Linked DNA regions of Mus musculus: region 1 is linked to region 2. The links are chromatin contacts, called in public Hi-C maps. All regions are on one chromosome and are shown on one strand. Each heading gives the region's core, a stretch centred on a gene start, on an enhancer-like site or on the middle of the called end of the contact. The rest is flanking DNA. Distances are from core to core; before and after follow the strand shown.

What was found. A called contact is a pair of places that touch in the nucleus more often than the background predicts.
Region 1: a contact with region 2 is called in a Hi-C map of cerebral cortex, with 2.1 times the contacts expected there. The contact joins the enhancer-like site here to the promoter of Kcna3 in region 2. A contact is called at or near these places in 4 of 484 Hi-C or Micro-C datasets (CD8 T cells, DN3 thymocytes, cerebral cortex and 1 more), 3 of 115 datasets of contacts at active chromatin or transcription factors (CD8 T cells, double positive thymocytes and embryonic stem cells) and 1 of 9 other capture datasets (embryonic stem cells).

What each region holds. Positions count from the first base shown.
Region 1 is chr3:107,155,340-107,162,169 of GRCm38.p6, forward strand. No RefSeq gene overlaps it. Among named protein-coding and RNA genes, the nearest start is that of Kcna10, 24 kb to the right of the region's middle. Within about 2 kb of position 4,877, at least 33 of the 459 cell types and tissues checked have an H3K27ac peak or open chromatin away from gene starts, as enhancers often do. A contact at or near this core is called in cerebral cortex, where this site is marked.
Region 2 is chr3:107,030,769-107,037,910 of GRCm38.p6, forward strand. It overlaps Kcna3 (potassium voltage-gated channel, shaker-related subfamily, member 3), which reads left to right and starts at 5,394. Exons shown (of 1, transcript NM_008418.2): 1 at 5,394-7,142. The coding sequence starts at 5,655.

The DNA of each region.
Region 1 (6,830 bases), core at 3,627-6,126, 120 kb after region 2:
AATGACCCTTTTGGCTGAACTCCATTTCTTAGGGAGGATGCTACTTTTGGAACTGAGAGAATTCTTTCTTGTGCAGAGCTGTCCTTCATTACAAGACTCCAGAACATGTCTCCTTCCTGGACATGGGTCCAATATAAAGCATTGTCCTTTCAAGGTAGAATTACAGCCCCCCCCCCCAGACTTTTTGTGGTCTCTAGGGAAACAGTACTGCCCCATCCAGAACCAACAGCAAGGGTTCTGTAGAGCAAGGACCAAGCTTCTATCTTCCTCTCTTAACCAATTCCCTCTGCCATGGCACTAGAGCATCCCTATCATTGACTTCAGTAGGGAATGCCCTCCACTAGCTCATGGCTGAAAACATGCTTATCTGGTAAGACTATTTTGGGATGCTAGTTCTGGAAACTTTAGGAGGTGGGGTTTCACTAGCAGAAGTAGATCTGAGGGGATGTAGCTCTGAAGGTTACTCCTCTCTCAGTGTCCTCCTTGCTCCCTGATTCCCGTCCACCAGAAAAGAAAAGCCCCTTTCTTCACACTCTGTTATGTTCTGACTCACAGTGACCAAGAAACAGAGGTCCAAATGACTGTGAACCAAACTCTCTAAAACCATGACCCAAAATAAAAATGTCCTCTTTTAACTTGATTATGTCGAGAATTTCATCACAGTGGTGGGGGACAATTGACTAGTGTGGTCCCTTGCTGACAGACCCCAGCTCTCTCACCAAAGTGGCTGTCAACAAACTATTTCTGCCTATCAACTACCTGCTTGCTTATCACACCAACATTCAGATACAAGATCTCTCTGGAGGCGGGACTTCCTGAAATGAAGCATAGACCTGCACATGTTCTCGGGGGGGGGGGGGGGGTTGGTGAGAGCCTCGATAGCCTCTTACAAGGTCACTGTCTCTGGCCCCAATTCTTTCCTTGGGGAACTTTCTATCAGTCCTCTTAAGACCCAGATACCGTAGCTTCTGGTTCCCTGTCTCCAGCAAAGTCCATCCACCCACTGCCCACCTCTCCCTGATTCAGCACACAGCATTTGTCATGACCTTGGGGATGTGTCAGAGTGAGTAATGACCAAGCACCTTCCCTGCAGACACACTCCCTGCAGGTGGGGACCTGCAGGGGCAGCACTTCCTTAGTCTCCTCTAAGCAAGATCACAGCGGCTGGCTGCAAGGGCTGCAGGTGTCTCCTCCTCAGTTCATCCCTGATTGGTTTGGCATCAGTGAAATTTTAGTCCTTTTCTTCTCACCCGTCATCCTGTCCTATTTGCAAACCCTGGCATTAGTCCACAGTTTGTTAACCATCTATCCATCTTCCATCTATCCATCTTCCATCTATCCATCTGTCTGCCCAACCAACCATCTACCTATATCAACTCATGAACTCAATATTCAGTAATTATTAAACAACTAGGTGCCACAACTGACCATTGTCAGTGAACCACTCCTAAGTATCCCTGATTAAATATCCTTTAAAGGAGTGTATTTTTTAACTATTCCACCAGAAGTATAACGCCTCCATTCGTTTTACATATTTTTACTGATTATCTACTCTGTCAGGCCCTGTGCTAGAAGGCATGGGTATCAAGAAAGGATGTGTTATCTGCTTACCAAGGAAAAGGAAGCAAGCCATTAAAGTAAAGCATAGTTCTATCTGAGGATGGTGAAGTGCACATTATGTCAAAGGACCGAGTAACAGTAACTAGCATTGGAGTGGAGCTCAGCAGGTGTAAATGTATGTGTGTAATGTATGAACAGTACTCTGCACTTTTCTGAGAACTGTTTATTCATTAACTCATTATCTCAGCAAAGTGGCACATATTCCAAGGATGGGAGGAGAGTTGTGCCTGAACTGGGTCTGAGACAAACAAGAGCAAGTCAGATAGAGGGACAGTTTAAGTACAGGTAGGGTGGTATGCCGATTTGAATAAAAATGGCTCCCATAGGCTCATAGGTTTGAATGCTTAGTTACCAGGGAGTTAAATTCTTTGAAGGGATTAGATGGGTTGGACAGCATGGCCTTTTTGGAGAAAGTGTGTCATTGAGGATGGGCTTTGAGGTTCAAACCCTCATACTAGTCTACTATCTATCTATCTACCTATCTATCTCTCCCTCTCCCCCTCTCTTTCTCTCTCTCCCTCCTCCCTCCCTCCTTCCCTCCAGATCAGAATATAGAACTCTCAGCTAATTCTCTAGTGCCGTGTCTGCCTGTGTGCTGCCATGCTCCCCACCTCCATGATGATAATGGACTAAGCCTCTGAAACTATAAGCCAGCCCCTAATTAAATGTTCTCTTTTAGAAGGGTTGCCTCAGTCATGGTGTCTCTTCACAGCAATAGAACAGTAACTGGGGAAGTTGGTCACAAGGATGCATAAAGAACACAAAGGAGGGAGGCCTAAAAAGGAGGCTGAAGAAATGTTGCCTTCAACCTTTTCCAAAACCTTGCCACCACTATGAAAGAACAACTGAACTTATTATTTGGTCTTGGTTGGGTGGTAGAGGGTTAGTTCACCCCCAGTCTACTGAGGATTAGGAAAAAGCCTCTGCATTCTAAAATGCACCCTCTAATATCATATAAACAGATAGGAAAGAAAAGGAGATGAATTGTCCTGCCCTAGAAGTTTCCAAGAAGTCAGCATTGATCATAGAGCCTGGTCATTAGTATTAGACATCATGAGAGTCCTTCCAAGTGGAGTGGGGTGTTCACCGAACAGGCCAACTTGCAGGGTGGACACCTCATGCTCACAGCTGCTGACAGCTCTTGGCTGCTGACCACTTACAACTATTTCCTTCTACAAGTACTGCCTACCCCAGAAGACACGGGCATCTATGAAAGACACTCCCATTCAACGACAAATTGATGGACAGACATGATGCCCTTGCTCCTCAACCTGAAGTAGGAACCTCTCAGAAGAGCCATCCTTCTCAGAGTCCTCTATAGGGACAGTTGGAACCCCAACTTTGGCACAGAATGGCATTCTGTCCCCCTGAATCTTGCTGTCATTGTATTGGACACCCTGTCCAATAAACATCCTGCATGAAAATCTTTGTTTCAGGAAACTGGCCTGTGGTGATGAGCCACATTAATCACATTAATTGAAGTCTGTAAGTTGTATGTGCCTCTGTCATCAGATACGTGAGCCCTGCCTCTACAATAAAGTGAGAGCAGAGAATCTCCAAGGTCAAAGTCCTCCCTCATCAGTCTCCTTTGTGCCCTCTGCTTGGCAACCATTTGATTGCCCACAAAAATGACCAGTGCAGAATTCATGGCAGTTCAATAACTCAGCAGGAACTGTACCCACCTACTTCTAGTCTTGTATTTCTGTCAAAGACCTACGGGCACCATCCCTCTAGACTTCCTGGGGAGCACAGCTACCATTATCTCTATTTTAAAGGTATGTTTGTGGTTCAATTGCAGATACTTGTCTAGCATGTACAAGGGTCTGTGTGTGTGTGTGTGTGTGTGTGTGTGTGTGTGTGTGTGTGTGTGTGTGTGTGTGCATTGTACCACTGTATAAGTGAAAATCCTACCATCAAAGAGGTGAAGAACCTTGCCCGAGGACAACTCAAGTCTCCTCAGTCCTAGTCCATCGCTCCTTCTGTCACACTTTGCAGAGAGGGGACAGCCATGCGTGGTGCGTGGGAACTAAGGAATCTGGTCTGCAGTTGAGCATCATCACGCTCCTGGCAGGCTATATGGCCCTCGCCCACCCAGGGGGCTGAATGATACTGGCAGGCAGTTGCGGGGGCATTCCAACTGCCATTCTTTTCCCAGATGGCCATGTACAAAGAGCTCTTTCAATAGACATAGTCACCAGGGAGGGCCTAGGGAGCCACAGCTACAGGAAAGACCTGCAGAGTCCTCTAAAGACAATGCCAAAGACTAGGCCCATCTGCTGGAAACAGAGATGTAACCAAACACACAGCACTTCCTTGTACCACTCGGCAAAGTCTTGTCCCTCGTGGCCTCACTTAAACCCTGGTGAGGGCACCAAGGGCCCACAGACCCATAAGCTACAATAAGGTAGGACATGAGGTAAAGAGAATGCTCCCTGAGGACCATTCTCTGGCAATAGATGGATGGTTTATTGGCTCTGGTTGGTGGAGAAGCCCTGTGAGAGCTCAAGGCGTCCTCTGCTGCAGTGAGGTGCATTAGCGGCTCCAAGGCCAGCAGTGGCCATGACTGAAGGAGTCTCACTTTCTTTTGGTAGACTTTGGGACTGGAAAGATGTTGGCATTGATATCAAGAGTACAAAACAAGAACAGCTCTGACCCTGTGTCAGGTTCTGCCCCCAAACTTTCTATTTAGAGCCTTGTAGCACCCCCATGAGGCAGGTAAGATCACTACATGCTTTGTACAGCAGCAGAGACCACGATGCAGAATAACCTATCAAGATGCCCAGCTAAATAGGAATTCAAAGACTTGCTGCCTTCATGTTTAATATCCTTGCTGCAAGACCCTCCAAGAGTTTGGGGTATTCTTGCTCTAAAATGAAATCGCTAACCCACTTTCCTGGCCCCCACCACCCCCTGCATGCAGGCTTTGATGATGGCTTCAGGAGTGCTTCAGGCAGCAAAAGCTCTGGTTTGAAGGCTCTGGTTGGGCTAGTCTCCGCGGCCCGATACAGACTGGGAAGGAAAAATGGCAGCAGATCCCAGGCAAATCTCTGCAGTTCCCTCGAGGGAGGGGCGTAGTGGTCGGAACCCTGGGGCCAGGGCGCACAGCCAGGCTTATTGCACTCGGCACCAGCCACCCACTGCCACCCGATCTTTCTCAACAAGATAAAAACTGCAGCATGCTCTAAGCGCCCAGCTTCGGACTGCAGGGAGGAATCTGAGAGAGGGCGCGGGGGCGGCCACCGAACAGCTTGCTCTGCAAGCCGCATTTGTACCCGCCCAGTGACCTCTGCTGGCCAGGCTAGCCCTGTGCATATGGAAATGGCCTCCTGGGAGGCAACAGCTCTGCAGGGACTGGCTCTTCTACCACAGGGGAGTTCATGTCTTCAGAAGACAAGAATCCCTTAAACTTTGTCCCCAGCTGGACCTGCCTGGTTACCTTCAAAAAGTGGGAAGAACGCAGAGCCCCCATCGAGCTGCTAAGATACACAGGCTGAGCCAAGAGAGGTGGAATTCTGTCTGTCCGTACTGCCCAAGGTTCTGTGTGCACCCATTTGCAAAATGAAGCCTCAGACCAGGGTCATTTAAGAACTGAATGTAGTGAGGTGTTACGGTTCAGATAGACTCACAAGAATCATGGTTCCACCCCATCCGCACAAAGAAAGACTCCGCGCACTGGATTGCTTCCTACTGGCCCTCTCTGAGACTAACCTACCCTCCGTGGGAACTGGGATAGATTAAGTCTCCCCTCTAGGTGTGGCTCTCCTGTAATATAGAGCCTGCTAGTTTCCAAGATCCTATTCCATCTGAATTGCCTGAGGATCTCGTCTGACAGAGTCCTAACAACCTCCTCCTCCTCCTCCTCCTCCTCCTCCTCCTCCTCCTCCTCCTCCTCCTCCTCCTCCTCCCAGGACTTCTATTCAGGTGTTCACTGGGAAATCTGAAATGGGCATTTTTTTAACCCTTACCCCAATTCACCTCATGACCGACAGAGTTTAAGAATGACTTTGCTACTCCAAGACCCTCTAACTTTAGTTCTGTTGAAGAAAAGGCCTGAATTGATTGGCTGAGATTGGGGTGGGGGGGGTTCCAACCTGGAAAATCTGCCTTCTCTGGGGACAGTTCAGAATTTTCTCTGTCTCCACTTCTAGTTGGCAGGCACCCTCAGTGACCTTCAAAGAATCCACTCCCCTTGCCATCTTTATCAAGAGAACCTGCTTTTGTTGAGGGTGTCCCTTACTGAGAGAATATGGTGTAATCCTAACTCATACAAGTTATTAACACATGAATCATACTGTGAGCTGGTTTTGGCCAAGAAACTGAAGAGAAACTGAACAGGGTGCTGAAAAGGATTACTTTAAATGGTGCTCATATACTCATGACTGTATGTGATGTCCGGAACTTCAGCAGCCACCTCTTGCCTGTGAGGAGACAATTTGACACCCAAATCTCTGAGCAAAGTAGGAAGCAGGGAAGGACCCATTTCTTTTGTTACATTATGGAGCTGTTAAATTAGCCAACCTTGGAGATAAGTCTTCTTCCAGAGGTTGAGTTTTGTGTTACAGTAGAAAATATTTTCAAATACACTCCGCATCTCCAAAACCCTTGCACTGTGAGCTGCTGGAGTTTCTGCAGGTAAGAAGCACCCATCCTTCCGTGAATCCACTCTATCCCAGGCTCTGCCGATGGTGTCCTCTGAGTGCTTCACTCATCCTTCTATATCTACCCTGACACCACAACAGTGGGAGATGTTGCATTTACCTCTTTCCTGGTCCCCATTTATTCCCCTTCCTCTTTCCCACCATGGCTCACCCCATGAGATATTCTCCCTCCTGCTTCAGACCATTGAATGACTTTCTGGTTTTCTTAGATAAAACCCCATGTGTTCCCCCTACACACACAGAGAGACACACCACACACACACACACACACACACACACACACATACACCACACACACACACACACCACACACACACACACCACACATACACAGACACACACACCACACAGACACACACACCACACACATACACACACACATACCACATAGACACACACACACCACACCACACACACACACACACACACACACACATCCTATACTTTCTTCCTCTTCCCCACCCCTGCTGTTTTTCTGGTTCTGCATGCTGCTTCCTCCCACTCTATCCTCTATCCTACTGGCCTCCTCAGCACTTCCTGAGCTCCACTGAG
Region 2 (7,142 bases), core at 4,144-6,643:
CCTGAACAGAAATGTTTTTCTAAAAAATCACTCTGCCGTGTGAGAATATAGACTGCTGGGTCATTCTGCGGGACAGACACTCAAGAGCCCTCTTAGCCTCAGTCAGGACACAGATCTGAATCTATTTTTGTAATAACACACAGAGTCTCTTCTTTGAAAAAAAAATCATACAAATTCAGGTGGATCCATTTATCATCTTTTCATTGAAGTTAAGTCCAGTAACTCCTTCATTATAGTCTATCATGTTTGAATTGGTGCTTCATAGTCATTTTTCTGCTGCTGTGCTATTTCAACAGCATTTCTCCTGTAGCAACATAACATGGAGAGTGGAAATATAAATATGAACACACAGACATCTATGGCTTGAGGATGTGGACTTCTCAGTGTGAATGCTGTTTCTATATCTTCCTACCCATGTCTTATCACTATAATACTTGGTGTTATACATGTGCCTCTCTCACCCTGGGCTCAGATTCTCTACCTGTGAAATGGCATAGTAGGAATACTGCCTGCCTTGTAGGACTGTGGCAGGCTGTTATATCTATCTGGTGCCTGCCCATTGTAACAGCTCTCTTCCTGAGTACTTTCTGAAGGGTCATAATGGCTGACAGACAGAGAGTGTAAAGATCTCAAAAGAAGTAGCATGTAAGCATGGATTAGAATATTTCATTCACCAGTAGGATAAAAGCAGGAGTATCCAGCAAACTAGAGCATACGCAGCTAGCATGAGCAGAGGTCTGTGTGTAAGTGATACCTGCTCAGGTCAGCACAGGGTGCAGGGCTGCTGCTAGCATAGGTCAAGAGCAGACGGCATCACAGCAATGCCCAAAACAATGTGATCCACTCTAGGTTTACAAAAAATAACTCTGATACATCCTAGAGAATGAAATACATGAAGGAAACTGAAAATGGGAAGTCTTCTATGAAACCATTCACATAGCCTAAACAGGGCCGTGGTAGTGAAGGGGGGGAGGTGAGGACAGAGTTGACAGGGACTTGGAGGCAACATGAAAGGCTCTTGCTGACAAACTGGACACAGGAGCATTTGAAGGAAGTGGGGATGACTCCGTATCCAGAACTGAGAAAGAAAAACAGGAAGGGAAGCAAGTTGGGGAGGAACGATAATGAGTTGGGTGCTATAAATACTAAGTCTGGGTTTATCTGCAGGAAGAAAATCAAGTCGGGGGGTTGAAGCACATTTCTGGCATTCAGGATAGGCTCATTCAGGGTGGTAGGGAAATGGAAAAGTAGAGAAATGGGAAGAAAGTAGAATTAAAAAAAGAAGAAGAAAACAAAGAACCCTTGCATATCTGCATGGTCTAGCTATTTCCAGAACTGGATGGATGCCAATCCAAAACAACTCTTCTATACTAACAGGCTTGCCCCTGTACGAGCATGCCTATATACTCACCCCTCACCTTTTCTTTCTTCTATTAAGTATACATTAAGCATTCAATACATGCCGAGAACTGTTCAGGATTTGAAAGACACAAACAGTGAAAACTCCTGCCTTTAGAGTTTCTGTCTTTGTGCAAGAGACACTTGTCAATAGGCAAACAACCAAATAATCACAAAACATATCTGCTCAGGATTGAACTTGTCAACAGCCTATCATGGGTAGGCTCTGAAGGTCTTACCATTCTCCAAGGTCATAGCTAGATCCTTAGCTAAGATAATGGTAGCTAGGGGTAGGAGGCTCATGAGGTCTCACTTCTCTCTCCCTGATAATGGTCACTGGGAAAGAAAACTTATTTTCAGTACTTCCACCACTGATGGAGAATCCATAATCTTGTACATAATCTCCCTTTTAAAAAATCACAGAGAGAGAGAGAGAGAAAGAGAGAAGGAGAGAGAGAGAGAGAGAGAGAGAGAGAGAGAGAGAGAGAGAGAGAGAGGGAGAGAGAGAGAGACCCATGAACCTAGAATGGAGACTAGATGGAGGAAGAAGAGAATCTTTTGGGGGTGGGAAGATAGGTTAAGGGGAGTGAGTATGACTTTTAAAATACAATATGAAGTATATAAAATTATAATTAAATCTATTGTTATATATAACTAATACATGTAAATAAAAACACAAAATATAATTTCAGTAAGTTAATCCAAGGAGGAGAGGGAAGCAGATTAACAGAGCACAGATGGAAGAGAGAGGAAAGAGTATTTATTTAAAATCAGGCAGTAGCGGTGAGGGAAGGCATTACTTACTTTTTACATGAAGAAATACTGTTATGGAGCAAGTCATGTGAAAATCTAGAGAAAGAGCATTTGAGGGACAGGGAAGAGAAAGTATGAAGACTGATATAGAAATTAACTTGATATGATTCAGAATCACCATGACCCTGCCTGGCTTCAATGGGCTGAATGGCTACAGGTTATATCCTATGCTATTTCTTTACTTTCCTGTATTGTTAATTAAAAGCATTGAATTCTTGTATTGTTAACTAAAGGCACAGACTTATAGCCTTTCTTCTGAATTCTGTGTAAGTTGAATTCTTAATAACGGACAGGTCTATATATTTAAAGTTAGGAAAGCACAATGCCTAGTATGTGGGTAATTGTTCTTTCTCCATTCTTGTATCTATAAATGTGAGTTAGGATAGTTCCTAATCCTTTCACATCCTCAGATACCCCAGAGCTATTCCCAGATGTTGCTTCCCATCTGGTGAACAAATGCGAAGCTATTTCTATTCCTGCTACGGCAGGTCAGAAGCCAAACCTATACGTAGAGCAAATAGAAAGGCCAAATGCTAAGACTCACTTGCTGCTTGCAAACCTGATGGTTTTACTTCGACTTGAATACTAGGGACTGAAATGCAAAGCAATCCTGCACAGGCTCTGAGAAGCTGTTTGCTTTGCCACAGTTCTACACTTAAACATTATAATAATAATATTATTATTATCTCACAGGGGTGTCATGAGGATTAATGAGACATTATCAAATCACTTTGAGCTACTCCCCTGGGGGTACTAAATAAATGGTATGTGTCCCCCTGAAGTGCCACTTTTGACATTGATTTGTTGCAACTGGTTCTGCTGTCCAACAGGGCTGGAACGCTCCCACCAGCCCGTTTCCTATAGGCGAACAAGTAGCCATCAAAAGGCACTGGTTTTCAGTTCAAATAAATATGAATTGAAAGAGAACAGTCAGCAATCAGAGGCAAATAGGCTGCTCTTTGAAATCCAGTATTTATCAAGTGCTCACGGTGATCAGCATGAGTGTTTCCCAGTGTAATATAATACTGCAAACACTAGATTTGGGACCGATCCAAGATTTTAGGACCAGCCCTGTCACTAACCAGCTATGTGAGCTAAACTGCTAAACTTCTCTAGATCTCAATTCTAAGATAAGGGCTGTCCTAATAAGGCCATCAAGGTCTTCCAGACAAAGCAAATGGATGAAAGCAGTGAGAATAGGCATTCTGAAAGAGAGATACTTTACAGCAGGGAGAAACGTGTGACCATCCATCACGGGACCATCCTCTGCTCTCATCTCCTTTGCCTTTGATTAATATTAATTTCAGTATTAATTCCTGCAAAAGTAAGAATAAATCATCTCCCCAGTCAGACATAGAAGTGCAAGAAACAGTCTTTAAAAATAGGGTCTTTGCCTCTCAGTGAGCTCTCCTTGTGACACTCCGTCTTTCCCAATCTTAGATTTACAAAAATAAATATGTAAATATTCATCAACTGTTCCCCTAATCACTGGTTAAAATAAGAAGCTGACCATTGCACAACAGATTGCTCTGAAACTGTGTATTTAAGAGGGATTTAAATGGTTTCCCAGTTTCTTCATCTGACAATAGACTCCACTCTCTGCAGTGCCCAGCACTCAGATGGTTGTAAAGCGAAACATGAAGGAATGATAAAACAAAAACAAACAAACAAACAAACAAACAAACGAAAACCTGGTGCTTGTTACACCCCCAAATGCTGCTCTAGAAACTTGTAGGGTGATTGGACTGCTGGCTCAGCTCTCCCTCGCTCCCCAGCCCAGGAATCACAATAGGGTCCTGAACTCAAAAGAAGAAATATCTCCCCAGAGCAGACAGAAATAAATACAAAGCATCACTTGTTGCAGAATTCAGTACAACAAACAAATGCTGAGATCCCAGGATTTCCAAGTTGCTAACAACAGAAGTTGGGCAAGCCCTCTTTATCATAGTTTAGTAGTTGGGAGAGGGGGTAAGAAAAACATGACGACAGATCACTCTTACATCAAACTGAATTTTCAGCTAACTTCATGGAATGAGTGAATGTCTAGACAATAGTTCCTCTTTTGCAAACGATTGCAATGATTCAAGGGGGTAACAGAATTTTGTAACTCTGGTACTTATACTTGGGGTAGCTAAATGTCTGGGAACAGAAATTATGTTTAAAGCAACCAGCACAATTTAGAGAAACAGTTTAAGGGAGATAATATTTTCTGTAGGCCCATATCAAGCAAGAGAGGCACAATCTGCAAAATGAAGGCTTTCCCACATTAACAGCTAAAATACACTTTCTCGAGTTCCCTACTGCAAGGGCAGGTATCATTGTGTTAATTAAACGCTAGGTATTGGGCCTGTTCGTCACACAGTAAGGTGTGGTGAATTTTCTTTACCATTCCCTCTTATTTTTTTCCACTGCCCTCACTAATCCCAACCAGAAACTTGCCCCTGATTCTGCCCGCACTGAGCTAACCATTATAAAAATGAGGTCTCCAGATGCCTTTAAGGACCCTCTTTTTAGACTGCTGGGAAGACTTGAGACCCCATGTTACCCATTAACCCATTGCTTCCTGTCCAAAAATATCGTTTACTGCACCAACACCCAGGTTTTAGCATTATTCTACCCCTCTAAATCCGGATGCTGGCCCCAGACTATCCTATCCTGCACTAGCCCAGACAACCTAGCCTGCAGCCCCTCCTCCCAAGACATTCAGGGTCTGGATGCCTGGATGCCTCCTTTGCTTGGGACTTTTTGTTACCTACTCTAGTGGAACTTGCCCTTCTTGGCAAAGTGTCAAGGGCCAGGAGGCCTCCCTTCGAGGGATGAGGTGTGGTCCTTGCGTGGGTATAACAGCCCTGAGATTAGGTCTCGACCACGCGCGGGAAGGGAACGCGCGCTGACCAGGAGCGAGCAAGCAGAGCCCAGGAACGAGGTCAGGCGGCCGGGTTCCTCCAAGGCCAGCGTGGCTGGGTAGGGGTTCCGCGGAGTCTGGGGAGTGGGGTGCAAGTTGGCGGCGATCCAGTGACAAAGAAGGTCGAGGAACAAGGGTGGCAAGCGGGAAGCGGAGCGCGCGCGCGCGGTGGGCGGGAAACCCGGGGGCGGTGGCAGAGAGGCGGGCGCGCGCCCCGCGGGGAGGGGTGCGGAGGAGGGAGGAGGAGGCGTCTGGACCGTGCAGCCCCGCGGGCCGCGCCAGCCCAGACAGAGCCTCGCGGCAGCCGCAGCAACAGGCGGCGGGGCCGGGCTCGTAGGGCAGAGGCGGCGGTGGGGCGGGGAGCTCCAGGAGGAGCGACTCGGGCCGGCAGCCGCCAGCAGGGAAGGAAAGCACCGCCGCCTCCCGCGCTCGACCGCCGCAGCCCTCCACCCATCACCGCGCCCACCCTGCACCGGACCCCGCAGGAGGCGGCGCGCGCATCCTGCAGAGCCCCGGCCACGCCGAGCTGCCGCCAGACATGACCGTGGTGCCCGGGGACCACCTGCTGGAGCCAGAGGCGGCGGGAGGCGGTGGCGGGGACCCGCCTCAGGGAGGCTGTGGCAGTGGCGGCGGCGGTGGCGGCTGCGACCGCTACGAGCCACTGCCACCCGCGCTGCCCGCCGCGGGCGAGCAAGATTGCTGCGGCGAGCGTGTGGTCATCAACATCTCTGGGCTGCGCTTCGAGACGCAGCTCAAGACCCTCTGCCAGTTCCCCGAGACACTGCTGGGCGACCCCAAGCGGCGCATGCGGTACTTTGACCCACTCCGCAATGAGTACTTCTTCGACCGCAACCGACCCAGCTTCGACGCCATCCTCTACTACTACCAGTCCGGGGGCCGCATTCGCCGGCCGGTCAACGTGCCCATCGACATCTTCTCCGAGGAGATCCGCTTTTACCAGCTGGGTGAGGAGGCCATGGAAAAGTTCCGTGAGGATGAGGGCTTCCTGCGGGAGGAGGAGCGACCCCTGCCCCGCCGTGACTTCCAGCGCCAGGTGTGGCTGCTCTTCGAATATCCGGAGAGCTCCGGGCCGGCCCGGGGCATTGCCATTGTGTCAGTGCTGGTCATTCTCATCTCCATTGTCATCTTCTGCTTGGAGACGCTTCCCGAGTTTCGCGATGAGAAAGACTATCCCGCCTCCCCGTCGCAGGACGTGTTTGAGGCTGCCAACAACAGCACGTCGGGGGCCCCTTCTGGAGCCTCCAGCTTCTCGGACCCCTTCTTCGTGGTGGAGACCTTGTGCATCATCTGGTTCTCCTTTGAGCTTCTGGTGCGGTTCTTTGCTTGCCCCAGTAAAGCCACCTTCTCCAGAAATATCATGAACTTGATAGACATTGTGGCCATCATTCCTTATTTTATCACTCTGGGCACTGAGCTGGCTGAACGACAAGGTAATGGGCAGCAGGCCATGTCGCTGGCCATCCTGAGAGTCATCCGCCTAGTAAGGGTTTTCCGCATCTTCAAGCTCTCCCGCCATTCTAAGGGGCTGCAGATCCTAGGACAGACGCTGAAGGCTTCCATGCGGGAGCTGGGGCTGCTCATATTCTTCCTCTTCATTGGGGTCATCCTTTTCTCCAGTGCAGTCTACTTTGCTGAGGCAGACGACCCTTCTTCGGGTTTTAACAGTATCCCGGATGCCTTCTGGTGGGCAGTAGTAACCATGACAACTGTTGGTTATGGTGATATGCACCCAGTGACCATAGGAGGCAAGATTGTGGGCTCTCTTTGTGCCATCGCAGGTGTCTTGACCATTGCATTGCCAGTTCCTGTGATTGTTTCCAACTTCAACTACTTCTACCACCGGGAGACAGAAGGGGAAGAGCAAGCCCAGTACATGCACGTGGGCAGTTGCCAGCACCTCTCCTCTTCAGCCGAGGAGCTCCGAAAAGCCCGGAGTAACTCCACTCTGAGTAAGTCGGAGTATATGGTGATCGAAGAGGGGGGTATGAACCACAGCGCCTTCCCG